2 separate regions of the Mus musculus genome follow, and region 2 is linked to region 1. Evidence: chromatin contacts called from public promoter capture Hi-C data. All regions are on one chromosome and are shown on one strand. The core of a region is the stretch at or near the end of the contact, and the rest is flanking DNA. Distances in the headings are between cores, read along the strand shown. Region 1 holds the start of Gdf2 (growth differentiation factor 2). Region 2 overlaps Mapk8 (mitogen-activated protein kinase 8).

Region 1 (6,401 bases), core at 2,639-5,138:
CCCATCCTTCGTCCCGAATGTCCTGGGATACCAAGAAGGTCTTGGTCCCCGTGGCCTGGTCCCAAGTCTCACTGTCCTCCAGAACATCATAAACGACCATGCTTCCTTCCAGCCCATGAGTGGAGTCCACATCATTTTGGCAGGAGACATAGAGTCGGAGCTCAGCCCTGGTGATCTGCTCGTGCCTCGGGATGGAGATGTTGAAGATCAGGATGTGCTTCTGAAAGGGGAAGTCCTCCGTGGCAGCTGTCGATATAGCATCTGAAATGCAAACACATGCAGTCCATTTTTTTACGATACCAAAGCCAAACTTCATGATTGGCTACAAGAGATGTCTAAGATGATAGATTTTGTCACTATTGCTCCACTCTGCGTCATTTAGAACCTTAATAGAAGGTTCTCTTAGTATTTGGGAAGGTTCTCTGAGGATTGTTCCAGGAAAAGCAGAGGCAGATACCTTCAGCCTGTATTAACAGTACCTACTGGCTGAATTGAGCATCTACTATATGCCCAGCCTTAGACCATGAGTCTGGGAGCATCTAGTTATTATTCCAACTTTACACATCTGGAGATCTACTGACCCACAACATTGGATGCATAGCCTTGGAGCTGTCAGAGTGCACACAGTTAATTGGCATCCGCACCTAAGGCAAGCCAGAAAATATACTGTCAGCTTACGAGTAAAAATGCTACAGCGCTAGTGGGGGAACAGTGACATCAAATATTTAATCAAACATCAAAATAAAAATATTTAGATAAAGCAAAGCATTGCAGCATTGGAGTATTTAAGTAATTGCAATAGTGTTAATAACTTCTATCAAAAGTGAAAGTGCATTTTTTTTCTTTTAGAGGGAAAAGTATCTTAATGCCAACAGTTAGGCAAAAAATGGGGGTTTTCTCTTAGACGCATAAGTGCCTGCTTCCCACTTCTCCTGGGCTGCGGTTTGACCACAGACATTGCCATTTGTGGGTCCGTGCCAGCACTCAATCACTGCATTATCCTTGGGAGACATGTCCTGATACACCCACTGGATGCCTGGAAGTACAGATAGCTCTAAGCCCTGCACATAGTGTTCCTTCTGCATGCATGCTCGCCCATGCTGATGTGCATTGTGTGAAGCAGGCTTGGCGAGGACTTAACTAAGAATATACGAGAAGTTTAGAAAACTGTACCTGTGGCAAACGTCACTTCCAAGTTAGGAGTTGTTTGTTTCTGGATTTACAGTTAATAGTTACGGATCACAGTAGAACCTCAGAAACAGGCCTCCGTTCTCTCAGGTTGTGGGAGTAGGGGATGGGGCTCCTTATGTGGGAGGATGAGCAGAGACCCAAGCTTCCTTGAAACCCAGCAACTGGTCTGAAGGATGGAGGTGTCAGTCTTCACTGCCCCTCCCTGGGAACTTTGGAGCTTCTTGGTGCCTCAGTTTCCTCTCTTGTATAGTGGGGTCCATCTTACCATTTTATCAAGGTGGCCCAAGAGACTTACAGGCCGGCCATGAGCCAAGAGCTGATGTTCAGTTAATAATACTTCTGTACCCCTTCCATCCTGCGCAAGCCCAGTGCACATGACAAAGCATGTAGCCCTTTACTCTTGCTCGCTGTGTTCTCACTGCTCATCACGGATGCGCCCATGAAGCTTCCGAGTAATCTGGTGAGTGCTGTGCCACATCAGACAGAGAGAACTGTGCATTGCACTCATGGCCAAAAGCGCCCTCCCTGAGGCTACCTCTGCAGTGGCTGTGGGACCGCTGCCAGACACCAGAAATCACAGGCCCACAGGGACTAGACGAATGCTTCCTAGGTCATGTGTGAGGGTTGTTGGTGTTGCTGCTGCTGAGTGCGTGGAGTAAATTGTGCCAATGATGTAGGGAGCTTGGTATCTCTGGCTAGGCTTCACATTCCGGCCCGTGGAATATGATGACTTAGGCCCCAAATAAAAAACCGAAACCAAAACCAAAATCTAGCCTTTCCCCTAGGCAGAGATCCTAGAGAATCCTGGGGCCTGGTGACCTGTAAATTTTATATTTTTAAAAATGAAGCCATATGTGTGTGAGTGTGTGCATAATTTAATTATAAATAATATAATATTATATATATATAAATGAAGATATATATATAAATGAAGATATATATATATATATATATATATATATATATATATATATATATATGCTTCAGCCTCCTTTGCTCCCCTTCCTGCCTCCTCTAATTCCCTCTCCCTCCTCTCTCCTCCTCTTTCCTCTCCTCCCTTTTCTTTCCTCTTAACTTCCTCTTCCCTTCCAGGTCCACTCTCCTTTCCTGTCTTCCTCTGACTTAGAAATATAAGACTTATTACATAATAACTTGAAACTTCTGTTGGGCAGTCAGAAAACTCAGCAGCACTGAGCATGTATGGTGGTCACAAGTGTCCTTAGACACACACGCTCTGCAGGCTGGACAGATCTGGCCAGGCTTGCCTGTGACCCTGAACTGGAACCCTTGGGCATTTGCAAATCTCTGAATCAGAAAGAGAGAGGCCTTGGGCTCCTGGTCCTTCAGAGCAAGATGCCAAACCAGAAGAAGGGGAGCTGGTTCTATGCAGCTGGTTCTATGCAGGACGTAGGGCCAGCCACGTGACCTTGCAAAGGGTGCCTGACCCGGGTTCCTCAGCCCTAGCAATCCCAGCTTTCTCTTCAGTAACTCATACTACGTGGATTCTGGTGTTCTGTGAGTTGTCAGTTACAGACTTCACCTCCGTGTTTATTATCTAATCTTCCTAAATCAACGACACTTCACACCGAAAACATATTGGACAGACACACTGCCCACTGCCTCTTCTACTCTATTGACATTTTACAATCTAGTTCTAAAATGCATTTTATAAGAGAAAACCTGGTTTCCTTTTAAAGCTGAAAAAATATACAAGTTTATTGCAGGCTAAATGAATGATCTATTTCTAAGTCAGAAGAAGACAGGGAAGGAGAGAGGAAGATAGGAAGGGAAGAGGAAGTGGAAAGAAAAGGGAGGAGAGGGAAGAAGAGGAGAGAGAGAGGAGGGAGGGGGAAGTAGGAGAGGCAGGAAGCAGAGCAAAGGAGGCTGAAGCAGAAACAGGGAAATGAGGCAGAGAGGGAGTGAACAGAGGGAAGCAGAAACCTGGTATACTGGGTACCTATGGGGTTAACTGTGGATGTGGCCCGGAGGAGGAGCTGTGCACCAGATCCTTTAGTGTTGATGGACAGGGCCCATGATTTGCACTGCCCTGTAGGGAAGCCATTAGCCACGCAAATGATGAACAGGGAATTCGTATTTTCTCCCTGTTTCATTGGGAGTCACTTCCACAGAAACCTGAAGGTCTGCCGTGGTCAGTGACCGTCCCACACGGCAGAGCCACTTCACTGTGGGGGGCAGGGTGCAGTATGTCCCACCCCACGGAACCCTGGAGGAAGCACTATACCTTCCACGCTGAAGCTCCGCACGATGTTGGAGGCAGGCGTAGACGATTTGTCCGTTGTGTATCTGTTGTACAAGTCGATCATGTACTGGGGTGGCTCCGCTCTGGTTTTGTCCTGGGAGGGAATGCCGCTGAGGTTAAGGCTGCGTAGGAAATCCACCTTCATGTTCTCCAGGAACATCTGCAGGTCAAAGACACCCTCCTCTCCAGCTCCAGACAATCCCAGGGAGCTGTGGGCATTTTCCCCAGGGGATGCTTGTTCCCAGTTCTGCAGCGGCTTCTGCTGTGTGACACAGACCAGCAGGAACAGCGGGAGCAGGGCCACCCGGAAGGCCCCAGGGGACATCTTGGGCCCTGAAGGGGGCCTGAGGGGCTGCTGTGGTCTATCACTTGGTGCAACGAGGAGCCCGGGAGGAATAGGCCCACATTGTCCTGCTGACTGCTTAGCCAAGACTTTGGCTGTCTCACGGTCTCCCCAACAATCCTCCACTCTTCTTATCTGGGTGTGGATGCTCTGCTCGGACCTCTTATCTCAGGCAGCTCTCTTTAATGAAGACTGTATAAACATCTGACCAGCACTAGGGGCTGGTGGAAAGGATGCTGACTACTGTAAAGGATCGGCATTTCTCCGGAGGGTCATCCACCCTAATTAGAATCTTTGTTCCTTTCCTAGCTGGCTTCGTTCAGAAGACTCTCCAGGCAGGGGCACACAGACCGTATCCTGGTGGACCACAGAAACAAGGAATTCAGAAAATGAGGCTGGGGAGTTCCCCAGATATAGAAAGCTCACCAAGTACCCAGAAGATGACACAAACTGTGGGGGTCAGGGAGGTGGGGTGATGGGGGAGATTGCATCAGGGTTAGACGAAGTCTGGTCCTTATGGTATCGGAACCCGGCAGTGTATCTAGGCACTGGCCTCTGAGGAAAGAGCTCCTGAGTACTGAGAATGGAGTGTGCATGGGCCCAGAACATTCAGTGGACTGGTGACGTCCCAGCCAACACAGATGGTACCTCCTGTCCCCACTGTTCTTCCGAGCTGTGGCCTCAGCCCTTTGAGTCTCCTTTAAGAAGATGTGTTTGCATACACGTAGGCCACTGTCAGCTCCTGACAGTGGGTAGCTATGTTCAACCACCCTCCAGTGCTGATGCTGACCATGCTGCAGTGGGGGTGGGGTGAAGGGAAGCTCTGTGTTCAGGCTAGATGCTTATTAGTACCACAAACATATGTATCTGATGCATATTGACCAGCCTTGACCCTGGTCTGTGTGGTGCTGGTATATGCAAGTGCACAAGTGTGAGTGTGTGTATGTGTGTGTGTGTTGTGTGTGTTATGTGTGTGTGTATGTGTGTGTGTGTGTGTGTTGTGTGTGTGTGTGTGTGTGTATGTGTGTGTGTGTGTGTTGTGTGTGTTGTGTGTTTTGTGTGTGTGTGTTGTGTGTGTGTGTGTGTGTGTATGTGTGTGTGTGTGTGTGTGTTGTGTGTGTTGTGTGTTTTGTGTGTGTGTGTGTATGTGTGTGTGTGTGTGTTGTGTGTGTTGTGTGTTTTGTGTGTGTGTGTGTGTGTGTGTGTGTGTGTGTGTGTGTATGGGTATTCAGAGGACAACTTGGTTCATGTTGATGGGAAGGTCACCTAGATCATGATTCTCAGCCAGGAGACCCACAGAGAAGTTGGAGCTCACAGGAGCCGTTGGGCAGTTCTGAGACTGACTCTATGTCCAGAGATGGTTTCTCTCCTATGAAGGCTGCTTGAGTTAGCCCAAAGACAGTGTTTAAAAGCTGTATCTCCATGCTTAGCCTCTGTCTGTCTCATCACAAGTAGCGTTAATCAAAGTGAAGAGAGAAGACAGTTAAAAACACTTGGGATGTGCGGCAGCTTAATCCAAGGAAGATGCGGTGTGATAGTCTGCGGTCAGGGCTCCCGGGGAGAGGGAATAGAGGGCCAAGACATTGTAGGATGGGCCACAGCAGGCTGCCAGAGTGGGAGAGTGAAACCAGGGACTGCCAGGGAGAACTTAACTTGTATCCACCCTTTTAGAGACACAATGAGGAGAGAAGGGAAGGGTATGGCGAGGAGCCGCTGAAAGCGGAAGTGTGCTGGGCACCTATTCGCGTCTGAAGCAGGACTGGGAAAGATGAATGCAATGCATGCTAAGCCCAGGAGATGGCGCTGAAGCTGCAGAGCCGTGGGCCTGGAGGAGCTGCAGAATGAGGTCTGTAGCCTCATGATGTGCCATAACCTCTAGGACAAACACCCTCCACATTCAAAGAGTCTGAGCATAAGGGCCAAAGCACAGTGTGTTCACTAGTGTCTTATGAAGGCCACAGGAAACTTCAGGTTTGATGGTGAGTGCGGTGTGAGTCAAGGCCCACGTGGTCAGCACTACCCATAAATTTCCAGCCTGGAGCCCCTTATATATGTGCAATAGAGTTGTCACCATGACAGTGAACACATTCACTGCAAAACAAGGTCTAGGGTTCCAGATCTCTACCTAGATATGCATGGGTCCCCGAGGTCATGCAGTTGAACCTGTGTTGGTCTGGAGATAACAGTATGGTAGTTTGTCATACTATGTCCTTGAACGTATACAGCCTCTAGAAGGAAGGCACCTTAGAGAGTGATTCATCAGGCCCAAATCCAGGTTTTGAGATGCTTCAGATTGAGCTCTGCTTTTACAGAGCGCAAGAGCAGAATCTTGATAACACCAAGTGTCTGGTCTGAGGTATTCTAATAAGTGTGTGCATTTATCATTCATAAAATACCGTGAGAGCCACCAGATGCCTAATGTTGCTTCAGTAGTCCAAATGGAGATGGTACTGCTGTGATGGAGACACAGATTTCCGGGTAGAGGTGGGAGGGCCTGAGGACGGGCCTCAGAGGAAGGAGGAGGCCAACGGTGGGGTCAGATAAGAAGGAAGAGATGGACTTGGCTGCAGGAGAACACCGCAGGTGCCACCTGCATTTGAGTACCTG
Region 2 (6,605 bases), core at 3,842-6,341, 570 kb after region 1:
ACTTGACAGGATAGGATGAGCAGTAGGCAAGGGAAGCTGTTTCCTGAGTTACAAAAAGAACTTGGTTTACATTATTGGCCAGTTTCTGCCGCACACATGAAGACATCATCAGTGTTGCCTCAGCGCTAGCCTGCACGGCATTTTGAGATTGAAAAAAAAAACCAACAACATAGTATATTTTCAGAAATACTGTTGTAGTTTGTGAGTGTTGTTCATTAGTCACTCATTAGTGTAGAGTGGATGCATGATGCCCCATGACCCCAGTAAGTCTTACCAGTGAGTAGAATACCCAGCACCGTCTCTCACCCGTAGCCCTCTTCAGCATTGCCTCGTGGCTTGTTGCATTCTAGTGTGCATATTCTAGTGTGCATTGTGTTTCTACTGATCTCTTGGGTGTTTCCTGTGAACCACAGGAGGCACATTTGTCCTAATCGCACGAAAGAAAGATGAAAGAGATAAGGGCATTGAAGCAGAAATGTGTGGTTTGGGGTAAGATAGGAAAATTGTGTCCTAATTAATTTCAAAGTAACTGCTCTTAGGCAAATTGCTTTTAAGGGGAGTCTAGTAAGCAACTTTCTGGGCACTTCTGGTTTAGATTCTCTTCATTACTGAAACTCCTGAGAAATATTACCTGTGGATTAGTTTTGCACAATGTCCTATTCTCACAATGACTTAAAATTAAACTAGGTTTTTATTGAACTACCTCACACTGATTTTCTATGCTTTCCCAAGTAAGCTGTAGCCCTTACTGTTTGACCTTTACTGAGTGTAAATTATAAATGTGCGTTGAATACTTTCTAGCCACTGTTCACAAAATACCAGTAAGCATGTGAAGTGCAAACCTTGCGTCAGTAAGAGACAGTCCCGTGTAGTCTTCCACTGTGTCTGGGGAATTGTGCTGCATACGCTTATTGACATCCTCACTGTTTTTGTAAGAAACCTGCTCGAGATACCAGTCCATGCTTTACATTTTACAGAAGGAGAAAATCTTAGTAAATTTTACGAAGAAATACATTACTTTTGTAGGCCCAATATTTGGTATATTTTTGAGAAGCTGTTAATCTTATAGCGGAATGATGAAGTTACACTGAAGTAGCTGTCTGCCTGGACTGTGATGTCTGTTTTCTCATTACGGTTTACCCTGTTAATAAGGTTTTAAACCTCAAAACATAGGATGATAATTAGATTTTTTCCTCTTTCCCTGTACATGTCATTCCTTCATCCCGCCCCTTCCGTGTGCTCTCCTCTCTTCTCCTCTAGACAAAACAAATGGGCACTTTGTAGGGAATGCTGGGATCGTTACCGTGGGTTATCGTTCATGCCCTAGTCATTCAACATGCACCACTGGGTGTAAACAGTGTTATCTAGTGTGTCAATTGGTTATAATATTTTAAATAAAAAAGAAAAAGTGGTATGAAAGTAAGAGTTCTTCATTGAAAGCAAAACAAAATTGTGTTTTTTCCTGGTGGTTTTAGGGTTTCCTGTGGACTGAGGTAAGGTTGTTAGTAGGGCAGGTGTCTTAGGTTTGGATTTTATACACATTGTCATCCCGGTTTTAACTGCTGGTGTATGGCTTGATCTAGGCTTACTGTTCTTATGTTTCAAATCACTAGAGGAACTTTAAGAAAGAAACTTTGCTTCAGTGCCCTTTGACCTAGTAACTGCATGAGACAGCAGCCATCATGGCCAATTGGCAAAAATCAGTATCAGACCCGAATCTGTCAAAAAAAAGAAGCAGGTTTGAACATGGAGCCAGTTGTATCTGCTCTGTCCACAGGTTCTCATCACTGCTAATGGGTGAGCTGCATGAAGGTGTGCAGGGTCCCTCTAAGTGCTAACCCAGCCCATGGGATGGCGTTCTTCCATCTTGCCTGGCTTCTGTCCACACAGCCTTTGTACCCATGCCATCCTCCCCTGCCTCTGCATACACTAACACTGAAGCCATGTCCCTGCTGCCTTGGCAAGCCATGAGATTGCTGAGCTGGTGCCTGCTGTCCTGCTACTGTCATAGGTAGCGAGATAGAGTAGCAGAGCTTGAACCAGAAGGTTAACCTCAACCTGATGTTGAATTGAGTGATCAAGGTTCCCACTCAGTCATAAAGTGGAGTTCCTTGTGTGGCTAATACAGGTGTTGCATTTTTTTAAAGTTTTTGTTGTTGTTGTTGTTGTTGTTGTTGTTTTCTCAAAATCTGTCAAACCTAAATGAGGGTGATTTACTTGTATTGATTTTAGGTTAATTTTTTTTAAAGCTATTTAAGCTTATATACCAGGGGTTGATCCTACTAGAAAATAAGTTAACTTTCAAATATGCTTTGAAAATGTTAGGTTTCCAACACAAGTTTTATTTCATCAGTTAAAGAAAGCATACTGTTGAGACTCTGCTAGAAAGTAGAATGCAAGGAATCAAGAAGGGAAGGGGGTGGGGGAGGGGGAGGAGAACCAAGACTGCGGAGGAAAACAGGCAGGTTCAAGAAGGCGCATCTTTCTGTGAAAAGACTTCTGAAGAGGAAGGATATTCTAAACAAAAGGAAAAGGTACGGGTTTAAAAGTAAGTGCCTGCGGGGCAACGAGGGCAGACAGGCAAGGCACAGGTGTACAAATAGCCTTCCTGACGGGAAAGCGGAGGTTCAGAATTGGAACAGTGAGAAAGGAAACAGACAGGAGGGCCTGCTTCATCCTCTAGAACAGCAGCTCGCAACCTCCCTAATGCTGTGCACCTTTAAATACAGTCCCTCGGGTTGTGGTGACCCCAACCATAAAGTTATTCTGTTGCTAGTTAGTAACTGATTTTGCTCTTGTTATGAATCAACATATATACCTGATGTGCAGGCTATCTAATATGCAACTCCTGTGAAAGGTGGTTCCGGGCCCAGGTTGGGAACTGCTGCTCTGGATAGTGAGAACCCATTGCAGAGTGTGAGATGATAAGACTTTATCTTAGGACACTGCAGTGAGAACAAATCCAGTCCAGGCTAGAGGTGAGAGCATGGAAGCCAGGTGCCTTGTTGAGAGCAGTAAGGTGGGAAAGAAGGCTCACTTAAGCATGTTGCTGAGCTTAGTCAGCATGGGGAGCTGGACGGTGTTATGGGCCCTGTACTTCTGAGGAGCGCTCATTACTGGGTCTCTACCCAGTGCATCTTAGAATTTGTACCTCTCCTGTTTGCAGGGTCTATGGCAGAGGGCATGTCATAGGAAGAATGGGACAGTTGACTTGCATCCGACTTATCTCTAGATTTCTCCAGTTTTCTGTCTGCATGAGGCCTGTGACATCTGCTTATCGTGGCCCCATAGCATTTCCAATCACTTTGAACAGAAGGAAAGGAAAAGCTTCCTAGTAACGTGCATGAGAATGCCCAAGTTCCCTGGACAGGTACTTGTGAAAACTGGCCAAGAAGTGGAAAGAGCCATGCAGATGAGAGTGGACCAAAAGGGAGAAGCCGAAGTGCATGGTTCCCTGGCAAAACCAAATCTTGGCGAGGTAGGCACATGGAATGTGCTGTGCTTCTGCGTTGCCAAGCATGGGGACCTCCTAGTTGTGTGCTGCTTGTGTGTATGCTTATGTAAATAAGTGTAACCTGGAAAGAAATGGAAGTTGCATGGTAGAGAAATGCTGACACTAAAGGAAGGCATTTTGTGTGCTCCAGAATGACTATGCTAAACCTGAGCTGCCTTCTCCATACCCCACCGTCCCAAACTGCACCTGGTCGGTAAGAATCCCTTGAGAGATGTGCCTCATGATCAACTTCCAAAGACCAATTCTTTGTTTTACATTTTCATTAAGGATTGCAGTGTGTTGTGCTACTTTCTTGTGTCTTTCCCACCAGGCCCTCTTGAATTCTGTTCTATCCTGAATGTGCTATGCACACCCTCACTTGCCCAGAGGCAATTGTTCTCCTTTGTAAGCCTCTGATTATTGCTTCTTACAGAGATCTGTCCTCCAGAAATGGCATAGCCTTTGCCATCTTTAAATCACAGCAGCTGTAACCCAAGACCCTAAGAAAGGGAGTGACTAACATTCTCTGGTGGAGAACAGTTGGTTGGGACTGATCCATGGGGTAGCTGCCTCTTAATTAATTGCCTCAGTTAAAAACATTGAGATCTGGACTTGGGTGAGGTTAAATCTTTGATCTGGGAGTGCCCTATCTGGGATAAATGGGTGTCCATATCTCCCCAGGAAGTCATATAATATGATTATATAATTCTTGCTAACTTAAAACAAAAAAACAAAAACAAAACAAAACAAAAAACAGTCAAGGCTGGAGAAAAAGAAAAAAAAAGCCAAAAAGAAAGAAAAAAAGGGGACCTCTTTCTCTTCTGTTCCCTGTTTCTCTCTCATGTCTTTCACTCTCCCCCTTCACCAATAGACCTCTTGGCCTAGGGAAAAAAAAGGAGAAAAGGAAGGAAGGAAGAAAAGAAAGAAAGAAAGAAAGAAAGAAAGAAAGAAAGAAAGAAAGAAAGAAAGAAAAAGAAAAGAAAGAGAAAGAAGGGGAGAGGAGAAGAGAAAAGAGAAGAGAGAAAAGGAGGGGGCTGGCGAGATGGCTCACAACCACCCATAATGAGATCTGATGCCCTCTTGGTGCATCTGAAGACGGGTACAGTGTAGTTAGATATAATAATAAATAAATCTTTAAAAAAAAAAAGAAAGAGGGTGTGGGGGGTATGAAAGGACAGCGTTCAGAGGTTAGTTCTCACCTGTTTGCTGAAACACAATCTCTGTTTCTGTACCTGTACTGGATGCTCAAGGCTAGCTGACTTGAGGCTTCAGGCCCTGTCTCTACCTCCCATCTCTGTAGGGTGTTTGGGTCACAGATGCTAGCCATCAGTCTGTCTGTTTTGCCCTCATGCTTGCTCACTTCATTCTCACTTCTGCACAGGTAATGAAGGAGGCACCATGTTCATGTGTTAGTTGATGACAGCCTGTTCTCTGTTGATAGAGCACATATACCCTGCCCCATAATACCCTGGGAAGGGAGAACCTGGTGTAGACACTTAGCATGCAAATGTTGTTTAAGCCCATGACTAGGACTTTTGACCGTGCAGTGTTTATATTTCTCAACATGTTGCACAAGTCACTGCATACAGTATAAGATTACTGCAATAATGGGAATGTAAAATGCCCAAAATTGGACCTGGTCTCTAGTCTTGGTAAATGGCCTGCCCTCTCCCTGGCTCTCTTTTCTCATAAAACAAGGAGGCATAGGTCACTGTAAAGGCTCATTGTCCACACAGGTGGAGCAGTATGTAAGGCACCTTTGGCAAATAGTTGTCTCTTAACTCTCAGCTAGAGGTTCAATCTGTAGAAGTCATAACAGTTCGGCTAGCTACAGTCACACTCTAATGTTCAAACAGCAGCCAGGACTTAGGTAAATACACACTCAGAAGAATATGATATGCAGCAAATGCTACTTCTCTTTCCTAGGCTGTGCTGGAAAGAGCTTCAGCACTCACCCTCACAGTGCAGCAGAGCCAAGACTAGGCATTCCCAAGCCCCACATCACATCACATGGATCCTACCCCTTGTTTCCAGCACTGGACCAAGAGACACCAGAAACTAAATGGGGAGTGGGATGGTGGCTGGGGGCAGTTTGTAGCCCCCACTGACCTGGACTGGGGCCAGCCTTGAGAACTCACCCCTTGGGTGAGGACAGGGTTGTGATTTACAACTTGAGGATTGGCAAGACTGGGCTATGATCTTTCAAATCTGACTCCAAAATGAAATTCCCAATTGTCTGAAGACAGGTGTCAGATGCCACCACAGCCATCTCAGCTGCCAGTCAGTAGACCCTGCTCTGGATGGGCTTGAGAAGGTACTGTGGTCAAGTACTTCCTCTTCACAGAATGCTAAGGTGCCTCCCTCCTTTCCCAGGACCCCAGAGGCAGCAGAGTGCATTCATCCTGCTTGTCCTCAGGCCAGCTTCTCCATTCCTCTAGCCTTTGCTGACACCCATACAGTCTGTCAAAGGTCCACCTCCACCGTTCTCATGTCAGCAGTATGCCACCAGACCCTGTTAATTGCTCTCTTTAAATAGACCTGCTGGGAAGTAGGAGGGATGCTGTTGGGCTGACCTACTCAGCTACCATCCAGGTCCAGCACTTATGAATTCACCCACCCCAACATCTACTTTATCTATGAACTGCTGGAGCCTGTGAAGGAGCCAGTCCTGCAGAACCAAAGCTGCAGGACTCCACGACTCAGCAGAATATCCAAGAGGCTGTGAGGGTTCAATATTGCTGGTGTAGCAGAAGCCAGAGGCTTTGAACTAGACTAATGGCTCATGGCAATGAACATTAGCAAGTAGAGCTCTTTGGGCAAAAGGATGCACTGTGTGATACACAACTTGCAATGCCATGAATGAATATGGGAAGTATGGGAAAAACGAGCAAATAGTGCATGTAACAGAAAACTGCTTGATAGGGTCATATTTTTTGTTGTTTTGCTTTTCTTCTCTAACCTTTAAATTTTTTATTTTCTTTTGGAGAGATTATAAGGATGGATATGGAAGGACTGGGAAGTGAGTGGAATTGGGGTACATGATTTGAAATTCCCAAAGACTTGATAAAATGTTAAAACCCATCCACATAAGGATGTAAATGGATGTGCCAGC

The links. Promoter capture Hi-C pulls out the DNA fragments that hold promoters and counts their contacts.
Region 2: a promoter capture Hi-C map of 3T3-L1-derived adipocytes shows a contact between it and region 1, with 2.3 times the contacts expected there. The contact joins the enhancer-like site here to the promoter of Gdf2 in region 1. A contact is called at or near these places in 5 of 39 promoter capture datasets (3T3-L1-derived adipocytes, cranial neural crest, embryonic stem cells and 2 more) and 2 of 115 datasets of contacts at active chromatin or transcription factors (astrocytes and embryonic forebrain).

Annotation. Positions count from the first base shown.
Region 1 is chr14:33,938,526-33,944,926 of GRCm38.p6, reverse strand. Gdf2 (growth differentiation factor 2) reads right to left here and starts at 3,888. Exons shown (of 2, transcript NM_019506.4): 1 at 3,434-3,888; 2 at 1-261. The coding sequence starts at 3,776.
Region 2 is chr14:33,372,712-33,379,316 of GRCm38.p6, reverse strand. Mapk8 (mitogen-activated protein kinase 8) reads left to right here. Exons shown (of 12, transcript NM_001310454.1): 12 at 1-1,419. Among named protein-coding and RNA genes, the nearest start is that of Mapk8, 71 kb to the left of the region's middle. Within about 2 kb of position 5,091, at least 4 of the 459 cell types and tissues checked have an H3K27ac peak or open chromatin away from gene starts, as enhancers often do. A contact at or near this core is called in 3T3-L1-derived adipocytes, where this site is marked.